2 separate regions of the Gossypium hirsutum genome follow, and region 2 is linked to region 1. The links are chromatin contacts, called in public Hi-C maps. All regions are on one chromosome and are shown on one strand. The core of a region is the stretch at or near the end of the contact, and the rest is flanking DNA. Distances in the headings are between cores, read along the strand shown. Region 1 holds the start of LOC107948599 (ACT domain-containing protein ACR10). Region 2 has its middle 5.4 kb from the start of LOC121228615.

What was found. Hi-C and Micro-C count contacts between places; a contact is called where the count stands out from the background.
Region 2: a contact with region 1 is called in a Hi-C map of leaf, with 1.7 times the contacts expected there. The contact joins the enhancer-like site here to the promoter of LOC107948599 in region 1. A contact is called at or near these places in 7 of 34 Hi-C or Micro-C datasets (fibers, hypocotyl, leaf and 1 more).

What each region holds. Positions count from the first base shown.
Region 1 is chrA04:65,220,436-65,227,003 of Gossypium_hirsutum_v2.1, reverse strand. It overlaps LOC107948599 (ACT domain-containing protein ACR10), which reads left to right and starts at 3,458. Exons shown (of 6, transcript XM_016883213.2): 1 at 3,458-3,841; 2 at 4,102-4,320; 3 at 4,414-4,519; 4 at 4,711-5,047; 5 at 5,242-5,526; 6 at 5,848-6,335. The coding sequence starts at 3,688. The coding sequence ends at 5,985.
Region 2 is chrA04:65,254,582-65,261,162 of Gossypium_hirsutum_v2.1, reverse strand. No RefSeq gene overlaps it. Among protein-coding and RNA genes, the nearest start is that of LOC121228615, 5.4 kb to the left of the region's middle. Within about 2 kb of position 2,137, at least 2 of the 9 cell types and tissues checked have an H3K27ac peak or open chromatin away from gene starts, as enhancers often do. A contact at or near this core is called in hypocotyl and leaf, where this site is marked.

The sequences.
Region 1 (6,568 bases), core at 2,209-4,708:
ATATCTTATTTTATAACTATTAATAAATTAATTCGGTTACAACTAAACATGCATCTTAATAGACAAATTGGACGAATTCACAAACATTTGGTCCAAATTGAATAGATCAATGACCATTCAATCTCAATCCTTGATAGAATGAGTGCGCAACAGGATTGTAAGTTTGTCCAAGTCATAGATTTGACTTAGGGCTCTAAATGATTGGAAAGAAATTTAGATTTCAACGCAACTTGAAACACACACAAGAAAAATCCAAGTCAGATAAAAAATTAAAAGGAAAAAATTAAAATAAATAATTAAGATAGAAAACAAAACAAATAAATAAATCAAAGTTTTGAATAATTAAACAAGAAAAAAATAGGATAAAGAAGAAAACAAAGAAAATAGATGGAAGAAGATGAAGATGGCGCATAGAAGTCCTAAGGAGCTTTGGAAACCCAATGAATCCACAATCCCCTTCAAACGACTCTAATTTCTCCTCCATAAAAAAACTTGACAAGAAAAAGCTTGAAGATGATCCTCACAATCTGAAAAGATTGTTAAAATTCTTTTAAAATAAAACTCAAGAGAAATTCTTAAAAAGAAAATTTAAAGAGAATTTTATTAATTCAAAGGGAATAATGAATTAATTGCTTGTTGAATAATTGTGTACAATGAAGAGTCATTTATATAGGCTAATTAAGTAAATCCAAATAAAATTCTTAAGTATACTAAAACTCTAATTAACCTAAAGAAGTAGTTTTAAACTAAACTTTCTTATTGACATAAAACTCCTAAATAACTTAAAATATTTAAAAGTTATCCAAAATTCGGAATAAATAAATAATAAAACTTAATAAATACAATATTAGGCTCGTATATAAAAAAATTAAGCTTGAAATTCAAACCCAATATGATTTAAACTCGACTAAAAAGCCCAAAACTTGTAATTTTTGTAATATTCCCATCTAGAAATTCTACTTGCGCAGACTTCACTAAAAGGGTTATAACTTGAGTTCTGAAACTCAAAATCAAGTACTTCAAAGTGTGTTTTGAAGCTAAGAGATAGCTCTTCAACTCTATTCAGACATCTAAGCCTATAGATAGCTAGATCTCATCCAAAAATTCGTCGCAATTTGACTAATCTTTTCAACTTGAAAATTGATAGTTTGGTTGAATTGACTTTAATAAATTTCACTTATTCCATGCATGTATCATTCCCCCTTTTCTCGAAAAGACCTCACCTATTGTCTTTGATCGAATCTAGGTATGATTTGCTTGGCTTTTGACATTGAAATTAGGCATTGAGACTCGCATCAATCCTCCTCGGTCATTTTGCCAACTCTCAATATTTACACATTGTGTAATTTTTTTTTTGCAAATTTACTTTTCTTTGTGACATTGAGGGTTAATTTTTAAAAAAAATGAAAAAATATAAAATTTATTGTTTTGGATTTTTGGGTGTTTCCATTTTTGTATATTTTCAATCAAATGTAGATGATAAATTTGTTTTTTTAGCTTTTTAGGCAAAAATGTCAAGAAAAAAAAAAGCAAAACTCCAAATATGACCAAATTACAATGTGTTTGTTTAGAATCAAGACTTAATTGACATAATGTATAAATGTTGAAGGTTAAAATTGTTATCATGCTAATTTTAAAAGCTCCCATGTTAGCCTATTGGTGACCAAAAAAGATAAAATTGAATTGTTGGTGACCATTTTGTAACTTTTCATTGTTGGGTGACTAAAAAAGAAATTTACTAATAGTTGGGTGATTACTAGCAAATTTTACCCTTATTTTATTTTTCAACTATAATAAAAGGAAATAACATTTTAATGATGTGTCAATTTTTTACTGGCCGAAAGTTTTTTTTAAAACGGGTATAACATACGGGCCAATATTAGTTACGAAATACAGTTTAGGTACCTAACTCAAACAAAAACCATAATTTGAGGGCCAAGTATTAAATTAAACCTATCCTAAAATTTATTTATGCTATTATTTATATAAACTTTAAAAATTTACAATTAGGATAAACTATTTATATATTTAAAAAATTAAAATTTCGAGAAAAATAAATCTTTAAAAAAATTGAATAAGTTTCCTATCCTATATTTAATGCCAACACAACAATACAAATTCATAATATATACATATAACCATATATACATTATGCACATTTAATTAGACACCTATCCATATAGTACTATATACTATAATTTAATTTATATTTATTATTTAAATCAAATATGTTTTTAATCTATATGCAAACTTATTTTAATATTATATTTTTAATAGTATTTTTTTTTACTTTTTACATTCATTATTACATTTTAGTCCAAACACATCTTGTACCCTTAATTTACTACAATAATTAATTTTAATGTCATCATTTTTGTAATTTCACCATTCATCCATAAGACATGTGATAAATTTTTTTTATCTATTTTTATTAAAATTAAGATTTAAAAAATAATTATGCTAAAATTTCTCAAGTAATTTGATATTTTCTCTCGATTACTATTTCAACCGTATTTACTTAATAATTCATTGCAAGTGAGTTTTGTCTGTTAATAAAAAAAGTTTTAACAAATAAAAAATATAAAAAAATATGTTAAAAGAGATGAAGAAAGAAAGAAAATAGAGAGAGAATTAGAAGAGAATAAAAAAAAAAGTTAAAAAAAAACATAAAAAATTATTAAATTGCATAAAATAAAAAAAAATATGGATATCAATTATATAATTTAATTTAAATTTTTTGTTTGTAATGAATATTTAATGTGTTATGTCAATTTACCGTTATATCATTAATTATAATTAATAATTTAATGACTAAAATATTATAATACATTAAAGTAAAAAATTAAAATGTAACCTAAAATAAATAAAATTAATTACTTTAATAGTTAAAGAAAAAGTTAAATCTAAAATAGGGAAGGAAAGGCAACATATATGAGTGGGATCCAAGATCTAAAATGGGAGAAGTTAAATATTGATTAATACAAGGAAGCCCGATGGACAGCCATCCAACAGGCAAAAGTTTCCCGAGGTCTCGGTCATAGAGCAATCCAAGGTCACGTGACCATTAAAACACAACTTAAGTAAAGGACACGTGATGGCGGCTGATGGCCTATGTGCGGTACAGGTGATTTACCATCGAGTGACGTAACATGCTAACTACCTTACCCAGTGAAAAAGGTAAATTAACATATATCGTCGTTTTATCGTGATATATTGAGTTTTTATTTCAAGAAATGCTAAAAATTATTTATTTATATGTTTGAAATTAACTGTTTAAAGGATCCAACTTATCAGATTAATGGTATTTATATCCTCAAATGTAATTTGAATTCGCTTCACATAATTGGTTAGAGATGAGGATGGAGTAGTTGCCGAGATTTTGAGACCAACGGTAAAAACGAGAAAAGAAAGAAAGAAAAATTGACTGCTAAACAACTCCTCCTCCTACAAGTGAACCACAAGCCAAGAAACGCAAAGCAGTAACTTTCCCTCTCTCTCTCTCTCTCTCTCTCTGCTTTGCTTTGCTTTGCTTTTTATGTTTTGTCTGTCTGTCTCTCCACAACGCTACTACTCAAACAAGCACTGCAACTTCTCATTGAACCAAAACCCAAAGAATATATCAAATCAATTCCTAATCAAAACCAACTTCTTCACTGTTTCTTCAACCATTCAAGTTATACTACTACTATGGGTATTCTACATGACGACGTTGTGATTATAAGGCCGTCGGAGAAAGAAGGAGACCCCTCTCTTATCACTGTTAACTGCCCTGATAAAACTGGTTTAGGCTCTGATTTATGCCGCATCTTGCTCTTTTTTGGTCTTAGCATTGTCCGAGGAGGTAATTCCAAATCCCCCCCTCCCCTTGTTCTTTTAAACCAAGCTTGCATGTTTTTCCCCACTTTTTCCATTACTTTTTTAAAAACTTGGTTTTGATTTTGGTTTTAATGATGAGCATTTGGGAAGTATATCAAAAGTTTGATCATTTGGACTTAAGTTTTGGTCACATGGTTTAGACTTCTTTATGATATATATATATGTTTTAAAAAAAAAGAAAGAAAATTAATTAATGATTATGTTGGGGGGATTTGTTTTGTGAAGATGTATCTACGGATGGGAAATGGTGTTATATAGTATTTTGGGTGGTTTGTAAGCCAGCGACAAGGTGGGAATTGTTGAAGAAAAGACTAGTTCAGGCTTGCCCTTCTTGCTCTTCTGCTTCTGGAATTTCTTATTACCGTTCTGAGTTGCAGTCTCCTAAGCCTCCTGATGTCTTTCTCATCAAGCTTTGTTGTGTTGATAGAAAAGGCCTTCTGCATGGTAATCACTTTTTCCTTTTTCAAGATTTTGAGCTCTAAAATGTGGTTAAAAACTTTGATCAGTGAATGAATTTTAGATGTTTTGGTTTGGCAGATGTGACACAAGTTCTCTCTAGTCTTGAACTCAATATACAGAAAGTGAAGGTATCAACAACTCCTGATGGAACAGTGGTGGACCTTTTCTTCATCACAGACACCAGGTTCAGTTTATGTGTTATGTTTGTTAGCCAGGATCAGTTGTTAAAAAACAGCATGTATTTGCCTTCTATTCAAACTACATATGTGTATGTCTAAATGATATTACTGCTCGTGGTAACCCTGATACGCTAAGGCCTCTTGCATCTCTACCTTGAGTCATATCCTTTGGTAATATTATGATTTTTTTTTTCAGGGAATTATTACATACAAAAAATAGGCAAGAGGAGACTTATAAAGCATTGGAAGATGTTATGCAGGAAGCTGTGATTAGCTTTAACATTGAAAAGGTTGGACCAGAAATTACGGCATGTTCTCAAGCATCTCCATATCTTCCGTCTGCAATAACTGATGATATTTTCAACTTAGAGATGTCCAATGACCTCCCAAGTGTATCACTTACTTCCAACAATGTTTGTGTCACGATGGACAACTCACTCAGTCTTGCTCACACGCTTGTTCAGATTGTTTGTCAAGATCATAAAGGTCTTTTATACGACATAACGCGAACTCTAAAGGATTACAACATTCAGGTAGATTGTTTTTCCAAATTTTATTGTCAATGTTCAGTATTATGATGTGCATCTGTCTATCATAATTGGCTTGAATCCTTTCCAAACTGCGGAAGCTCCGTTTTACTTTTTAAATTTTCAATTGGGAAGGGAATCGTGCTTAGCCTGAAAACTAGTTCCACCCTGTTAATGCCTCAGTTTCGTTATGTGACTAGATTTCATATGGACGCTTCTATATAAAACAAGGAAGAAAGTGTGAGATTGACTTGTTTATAATGCAATCCGATGGGAAGAAGATAGTTGATCCTAGCAAGCAAACTGCATTGTCGTCGCGTCTGAAAATGGAACTGCTCCAACCACTAAGAGTAACTGTAGTGAGCCGGGGTCCTGACACTGAGCTTCTAGTTGCAAATCCCGTAGAGTTATCAAGCAAGGGCCGGCCTCTTGTTTTTTATGACATTACCCTTGCTCTAAAGATGCTTAATACTTGCATCTTCTCGGTACTTCCTCAACTCTCTCCCTGATATGCTTTCTGTATTTTTGTTGCTTAAAAACTAGCTTGCTTCATTGGGAGTTTGAACTTAACACTGCATTAGAGTTGATATAATGTGGCTGTAAGTTTTACACATCTTTTCTGCAATATGTGCTTTTCTTGATTATTCCTCTTCGCTGTTCCTGTCTGTCCGAACATAAATCAATGCATTACTTTTGTTATACCACTTGATTCGGACAAAAAACTGATTTATTTGGAATCTAGTGTCTGTCCCTTTTTATTCTGGAAATTTGCATGGTTAACCTTTTCGAGTCTGCATATTTTTCAGGCAGAGATTGGGAGACACATGATCGGAGATCGAGAGTGGGAAGTTTACAGGATTCTACTAGATGAAGGGGCTAGTTCATCCATTCTGAGACGAAAGGTTGAGGAAGAAGTTTGGAAGCGCTTGATGGGTTGGGAATAACTATGATTGGTCACAACATTGCCCCCTCCACAATGGCCGTTGCTAGCGCAGCTGTACAGTATACTTTACCCTGCCACCACCATGTGGAGTCGGTGTAAATATGGATCACTTTTCTAGAACTTCGCACCTTACACGTCCAGCTTCTGAGGCTAACCTTGCAATATAGGAACCAGTTGGTAGGAAGTAGATAAAAGGAACAGTAAGTTGTTATGGCCATGTATACATGAATGTATCATAGAGGTAGATATCATGCATATATTGTTTGTGTAAAGTATCTTTGATTGTGGACCCTTTTCTGTGGGTCAGTTTGGTTTTAAATGAAAAGCAATCCAACCAAATTTCTAGTGTCATTTTTCATTTCCACATCATTTTGGTGCCAATCTTTATATCCAACACCCATCTCCGAGTCCGGGTTAGCATCGACTGTAGTAAAAAAAGGGATCATCAAGTGGTACAAAGATAGCAACACGATTAACATTGTGGTTCCTGGTCATTAATAATATTCCTTCTTTCTTTGTGGTTGTTGGGAACTTCTTTGCTCTTGGTTTGCGACTTATCCAACAAAACTAGATAAATTTATGAT
Region 2 (6,581 bases), core at 888-3,387, 35 kb before region 1:
AAACCAAAACTTAGGGGTAAAACATTCATAATTTCTTTTAGAGTTTTGTTTTCCTTTCAACTATTCCATTATGTTGTGGGAAATAGGGAGCAAAAAAACTCATAATATCGTCTATTTCAAAAACCTCTTTAAGAAAATTAATGTCATATTCACCACCTCTATCGGATCTAAGACATTTTATTCTCCTATCAAACTGGTTTTCTACTTCTGCTTTATAAAGAAGAAAACTTTTACCAGCTTCATCTTTTGATATTAGAATATAAACCTTTGTATATCTAGAGTAGTCATCCACAAAGGCTATATAGTAGCGTTTTCCACCTTTCCTCTCTGTGTTTTTAAAGTCTACTAGATCAGTATGAACTAACTCTAAAAGTTCAGTCTTCCTATCAAGAAGAGTTTTTAAGGAAGGTCTAGCACGCTTGGTTTTAACATAGATTTTGCATTTATTAAAGCTACTACTATCTAGATTAGGGAGCATATTTATTTTTATGAGTTTTTTTTACAGAATGAATATTCATGTGACCTAATTTAGCAAGTCACATATCAAGGGATTCAATAATATAAGCATAAGTGATGCCTTTATTATTATTAAGCATAGTCTTAATCACAAATAAACCTCCACTCAGATAACCTTTCCCAACATAATCTCCATTACGAGAAAGTAAAAAATTATTAGATTCAAAGACTAATTTAATGTCTACCTTATTTAGTAATTCACCGCTGATCAAATTTCTACGCAGGCAGATACATAAAAAACATTATTTAATGCTAATTTTTCTATAAAATGTTGTTGAGAGTGATAACTAGATAAAAGCTACTTATCACTTGATAAAGAACAAATTCAATTTATTTTATTTAATTACTTATCACTTAATAAATAATTATTTTATTTTATTTAATTTTATTTTACTATTATATTATCTTTTAAATATTGTACGTTTACTCTTTATCTATTATTCATTTTTTTGAATATTTTATTTAATCATTCTCATTTTTATTCAGTAAAATTTTGTGTGAACATCAATATTTGAATTTAAATATCAATATAATTTATTCCAAATATTTTATATGTATATTCAAAATGCTTTAGAATTTGTCTTTTAAAATATGCAACATGATCTCAAAAGCTCTTAGTCAAAAAAAATAAAATCAATTAAGCTATTAGAGAGAAAGTGCATCCAATTTGGTTTTCGATGACAAAAAAAAATCAATTAGGTTTTTTGGTTAATGGAAATTGTTAATTGATTTTACCATTAAGAGATGTTGACGTGATTAATGGAAGCAATTAAAAATTGACATGTGCCATGCCACATGGATAAGTATATTGTGTGGTGTCAATCAATAAAAAAACAGTTTAAAATTTATTTAAAAATTACTAAAATGAACATTTAGAATGAATCTAAACAAATGGAAGTTCAAGTACATATAAATATGGACATTCATTTATCTATATTCATTCTAAAGATGATTTAAAATACCATAAAATTTATTAAAAAATATAAAATTATTAGAAATTGAAAATAGCGAATTTATAAAAATTATTAAAAATACATCAAAATAATCAATTACGATAAAAAAAACACAATTATTAAGAAGTAAAATGAAACTTGGCACTTATATGTTATAAATATCAAATTAAGCATTAGTTTCATCCAATATTATCAAATTATTGCTCAACTTTTTAAAAGTTTTAATTGAAATTTTAAATATTAATATTATATCAATCAAGCCTTTCATTAGTTTAATCGACATTTTAGACATTAAATATCAATTCAAATATGACGTTAGCGTATGAATCAAATTATAAATATGCATATATCAATTATACAAGTATTAAAAAAATAATCTAGTACCAAAAAGAAAGAAAATGTCAATAAAATTCAAAACATGGAAAATTCAAACTATTTATTTCAATAAATAAACACTTGGATTTTATTTTAGGATAAGATTGGAATAAATTTGTGGGAGATGAGTGTGTAACACAAATGGTAATTCATTTAGTTTTGGTTTCATTTTGGGATTTATGGATGACAGCCCATCATTTTCAACCTATTTGTGAAGAGTTAAAGAGTTGAGACTTGTATTGGCTCCACTTGTTGGATGGGGGTTAATGTAGGTCCACATGCTTGGAAATTCACAACACTATTTTCACTTTGATTGGATTATCAAATGCATTGGACCCACAGTGAAATTGAGATAATTATTGTAAAGTGAAATTAAATAATACAATTATGATAAAGACATATGGTAAAAATTTAAATATCTAACATTTATAAAATTAGAAATAAATTAAAAATATTGTAACAAGATTTATGTCAAATTATGGATTTTTAATAAATAATTAAAAATTAAAAATAATGATAATAATATGTCAAATATTATTTTTATTTATTCTTGATACAGTTATTATTTTGTTTAAATGAAAAATAAAAGTTAAATGATAAAGATATATATTTTTTGGGGTATTAATAAAGATCTTTTCCATCTATATAAGGAACAATTTTTGTTATAAATGATAAAAGATTATTTAATATAATATCAACGCATTATTTTACTTAATCATTTATAAAAATATTTATTTATTATCATGAAAATACAAAAAACATTATTATAAAGAAACATTTTTAAAAATAGAATTTTATATGTAAATTTATGAAATTATCGCAAGTAGTTGAGGCAACTATTGTTTAACCCAAAGATTTGGGAGCATGGCGTCATTCACATCTCGAACGCAGAATTCACTTCCACTGGTTAGCCTGTCCCATTCTTTCCCTCTATCAAAGTGGCCGCCACTAACAGCAACCTTTATTCATTATTTATTTTTACTTTTGAAGCTAACTATTGAGTTCTTTAGTCCCCATTTGCATTCAATAATATAATTCCAATACAAAGATCATGCTTACACCCTTAGAGAAGAGGATCCACACTGGGTGGAGGACTGATGTCTTTCAACCAAAATTTACTCCAAGGATGATGTGCTAACTAAAAATGTTGATGCATCATTCGATTTTTCTAAAAGGGTGCATAAGTTAATAGAGGCAAGTATGACCCAGGTTTATTATCATTAAATTCTTTGAGATAAAAATTAGATTCAATTATTATGATCCATTTAGATTATCTATTAATATAAGTTATTTTCTCGTATTATGATCCAACCACATGATTCAACTTAATATTAGTTAAACATTAGATAATCAATAAGCTAATATTTTCTTTACATTTTGCTTTGCTTGTAAAAACCGTGAGAATATTATACAAAATGTATTAATGTAAAAAATAGAATTTTATTAAACCAATTTTTTTAAAAAATTACAAGTACATTTGACGATATTATTGCACTAATGGTATTAGACCCCAATATAGGCCACATTTCCTAAGCGTCAAACTATTCGGGCTAAGTCTAATTTGGACCAATCTCTTCATAAGGTGATGTAGGTAGATGAAATTTGTGACTTGAACATCATCTTTGTAATACCCCACACCCGTACCCTACGCCGAGACGGAATACGAGGCGTTACCTACCTTGAACACATGCATTCCTACGTTTCTAAATCATCAAGACCTGTTCAAATTTAAAACTTTGTCTAAACTTCTTCAATATAGCCTACGATACTCCAAACGTTCATTTAAAAACCAATTAGGACCAATTCGGGTCCTTCAACAAACTCTGAAAAATAACACTAGACACAGGGCATACACCCGTGTGGGAGGGGCAACATGCCCGTGTGACTAAATCGACATGGTCGTGTTGTTGGCCCGTGTGGCTCACACAGCCTAAACATACAGGGACACACCCATGTCCTTTACCCGAGTGGAATTAATTTCAATTTCGAACCTACAGGGGTTTTCACACGGCCTAGCACATGCCCGTGTCTATGGCCCGTGTCCCTCACACGACCATGACACGCCCGTGTTCTTAGCCCGTGTGCAAAAACCCGGACATTCTATTTCTAACGTCAGCAATTCTTAAGGGTCATCACACGGTCGAGACACACGGCCGTGTTTCAGCCCGTGTATTTACTATCATGCATACTAACTTACAAATTTCACGTGCAGGGGACACACGGCCGGATCGCACGCTTGTGGGGCATACCGTGTGTCACACACGGTCTAGACACACGCCTGTGTGTCTACCTGTGTGGGCAAAAAAAAATAAGGCTATCTACCAAGCCTCATTGTCACCCTTACTCACATAACCTACACAAAATCAATCAACACTAATATAAGAATGATCCATATACAGCCACAATAGACAACATTTTACATATGCAATATACTTATCCATGAAAATAACATCTTTTATGTATATATAACAAAACAAATATTAGCCCTCATTCAAGGCTTATTACAAAATAAAGGGTTTTAGCCCAAGCCAACACATTTGGCCAATTCCCAACGACACAAAACATTAAAGCCTAAGCCTTATACATGCCATACTCAAAACAAGTAATCTAACTATACCGAGTGCTTCGGCTGATAGTGTGATTGTTGGCTCTGACGTCTGTTGGTCCTTGAGCTATTTAGGCGGCGCTATAAGAAAATGGAAAGGAATAGGGTAAGCATAAAACTTAGTAAGTTGCATGCAATAAATATAACAACAACTTTACCATTCATCATCATACTCATAGTACTTAAGTAGGCATAAGCACAACTTACTCATCACTAGCCAATACATTTCACATAGTACATATTGAGCTCACATCTCATACATTTCAAATAGGTACCTGTACCACTCACAACATGATTATACTTTTCTTATTTAACTTAACCTGTGACTCTTCCCGTTGAACCATTCGGAATGCTATCGGATATTCATTAAGCCTAAAAAATAGGGTATAATACCAATTCCATGTTCCAGACACGATCTTACACTGGCTCACAAGTCAAGTCGATGCCATGTCCCAAACATGATCTTACACTGACTTTAACATACCCGTGCCGATGACATGTCCCAAACATGGTCTTACACTGACACATCTTGTAGCCGATGCATGTCCTAGACATGTCTTACACTGGCTTACATCTCGAGGCCGATGCATGTCCCAGACATGTCTTATACTAGCTCTCGTTTCAATGCCGATGCTATGTCCCAGACATAGTCTTGCACTGGCTCTCATAATGTGGTCGATGCATGTCCCAGACATGTCTTACATTAGTACACAATTAACCCGAATGTCATAGCATGAATATCTGATTTGTTTCTAAGATTCACCCGGAAGTTCTACTATCCCAAGATTCATCATACATGATCATTTCCACAAACAAGCAATTTATGCTATATCAATTCAAATACATATAATAACATTGTAGTTGTATTAATTACATACAACTTACCTCGGTATACAAAATGTAGGCTACTTGTTTGGCTTAGTCCACTTGCTTTGCTTTTCTCCGGTCTAGGCCCGGATTTTGCAATTCTTGATCTATAATGATAAAAATTCACAAATTTAATCATTTTAATGATCTAGGTACTCAATATTTATAATTGAGAAAATGACCATTTTACCCCTGGGTCTAAAAATCGATTTTTTATCAAATTTCTTCATATCTTAAGCCTAGTAGAACCCTTTTTACTCTTATAGCAACCCAAAATTTCCATTATTTCTCACATCTATCATCTAATTTTCAACTTATGCAAAATGGTCCTTAGTTAGGGTTTCCTTGAAAACTTCTTCACAAAAATTGTTTATTACACATCTAATACTCATATTATTTCATAAAATTTCATAAAACTACATGAACACTCTCATGGTAAAACCCTATACTTTCAACCATTTTGCAAAATGGTCCCCTCATTTGAAAGCTCATGCTTCAAGGGGTCCAAAAATGTAAAAATCATTAAGAAAATTATCAAAACCACTTACTTGAGAGAGGGATAAGTTGTTGAAACTTTCAAGCTTCCCAAGCCCCTCTAATGGCTGATATTTTGGTGGGAATAAAGAAAGAGTAAATAAGATGAAGGTAAATTTTTATTTTATTCAATATATTCACTTAAGTCACCAACCCACCTAATTTCTTTGACTTTTCTATTTCCTTGTCCCCATGGCCAGTCATGCTATTCTAAGAGGTCTAATTTCCCTTTAAAGATCTCCAATTAAGGTCCTCTAGCTATTTGATACCCTTAGCTATCAAAATAGGACTCTTGCACTTTATGCGGTTTAGTCCTTTTTCGTAATTAAGCTCATAAACGCTAAAATTTCTTCACCAAATTTTTTATGCACTAATATAAACATGATATAATCTTATAATAATAATAAAATAATTTCTCTACCCTCAAATTAGTGGTCTCAAAACCACTGTTTCGACTAGGCCCAAAATCGGGCTGTTACAATCTTTGGTTTTCAAGGTATGATTGAGGATTTATCGAGAACTGTTTAATCGATAAAACCATAGTCATTTATTTCGAGCATGGTTCTATTAGACCCAAGGGTGATTAGTCGGGGTCAAACCCAAAAGAAAACCACTAGGGGCACTCAAAAAGTTAAACCATTGGAAGAGACGCTTCGTTGCCAAAAAAGGATGTAGTGAAGATTATAGCTAATGGTTATCCAAAGAGAGGAGTGGTGCAGACATTACGTACG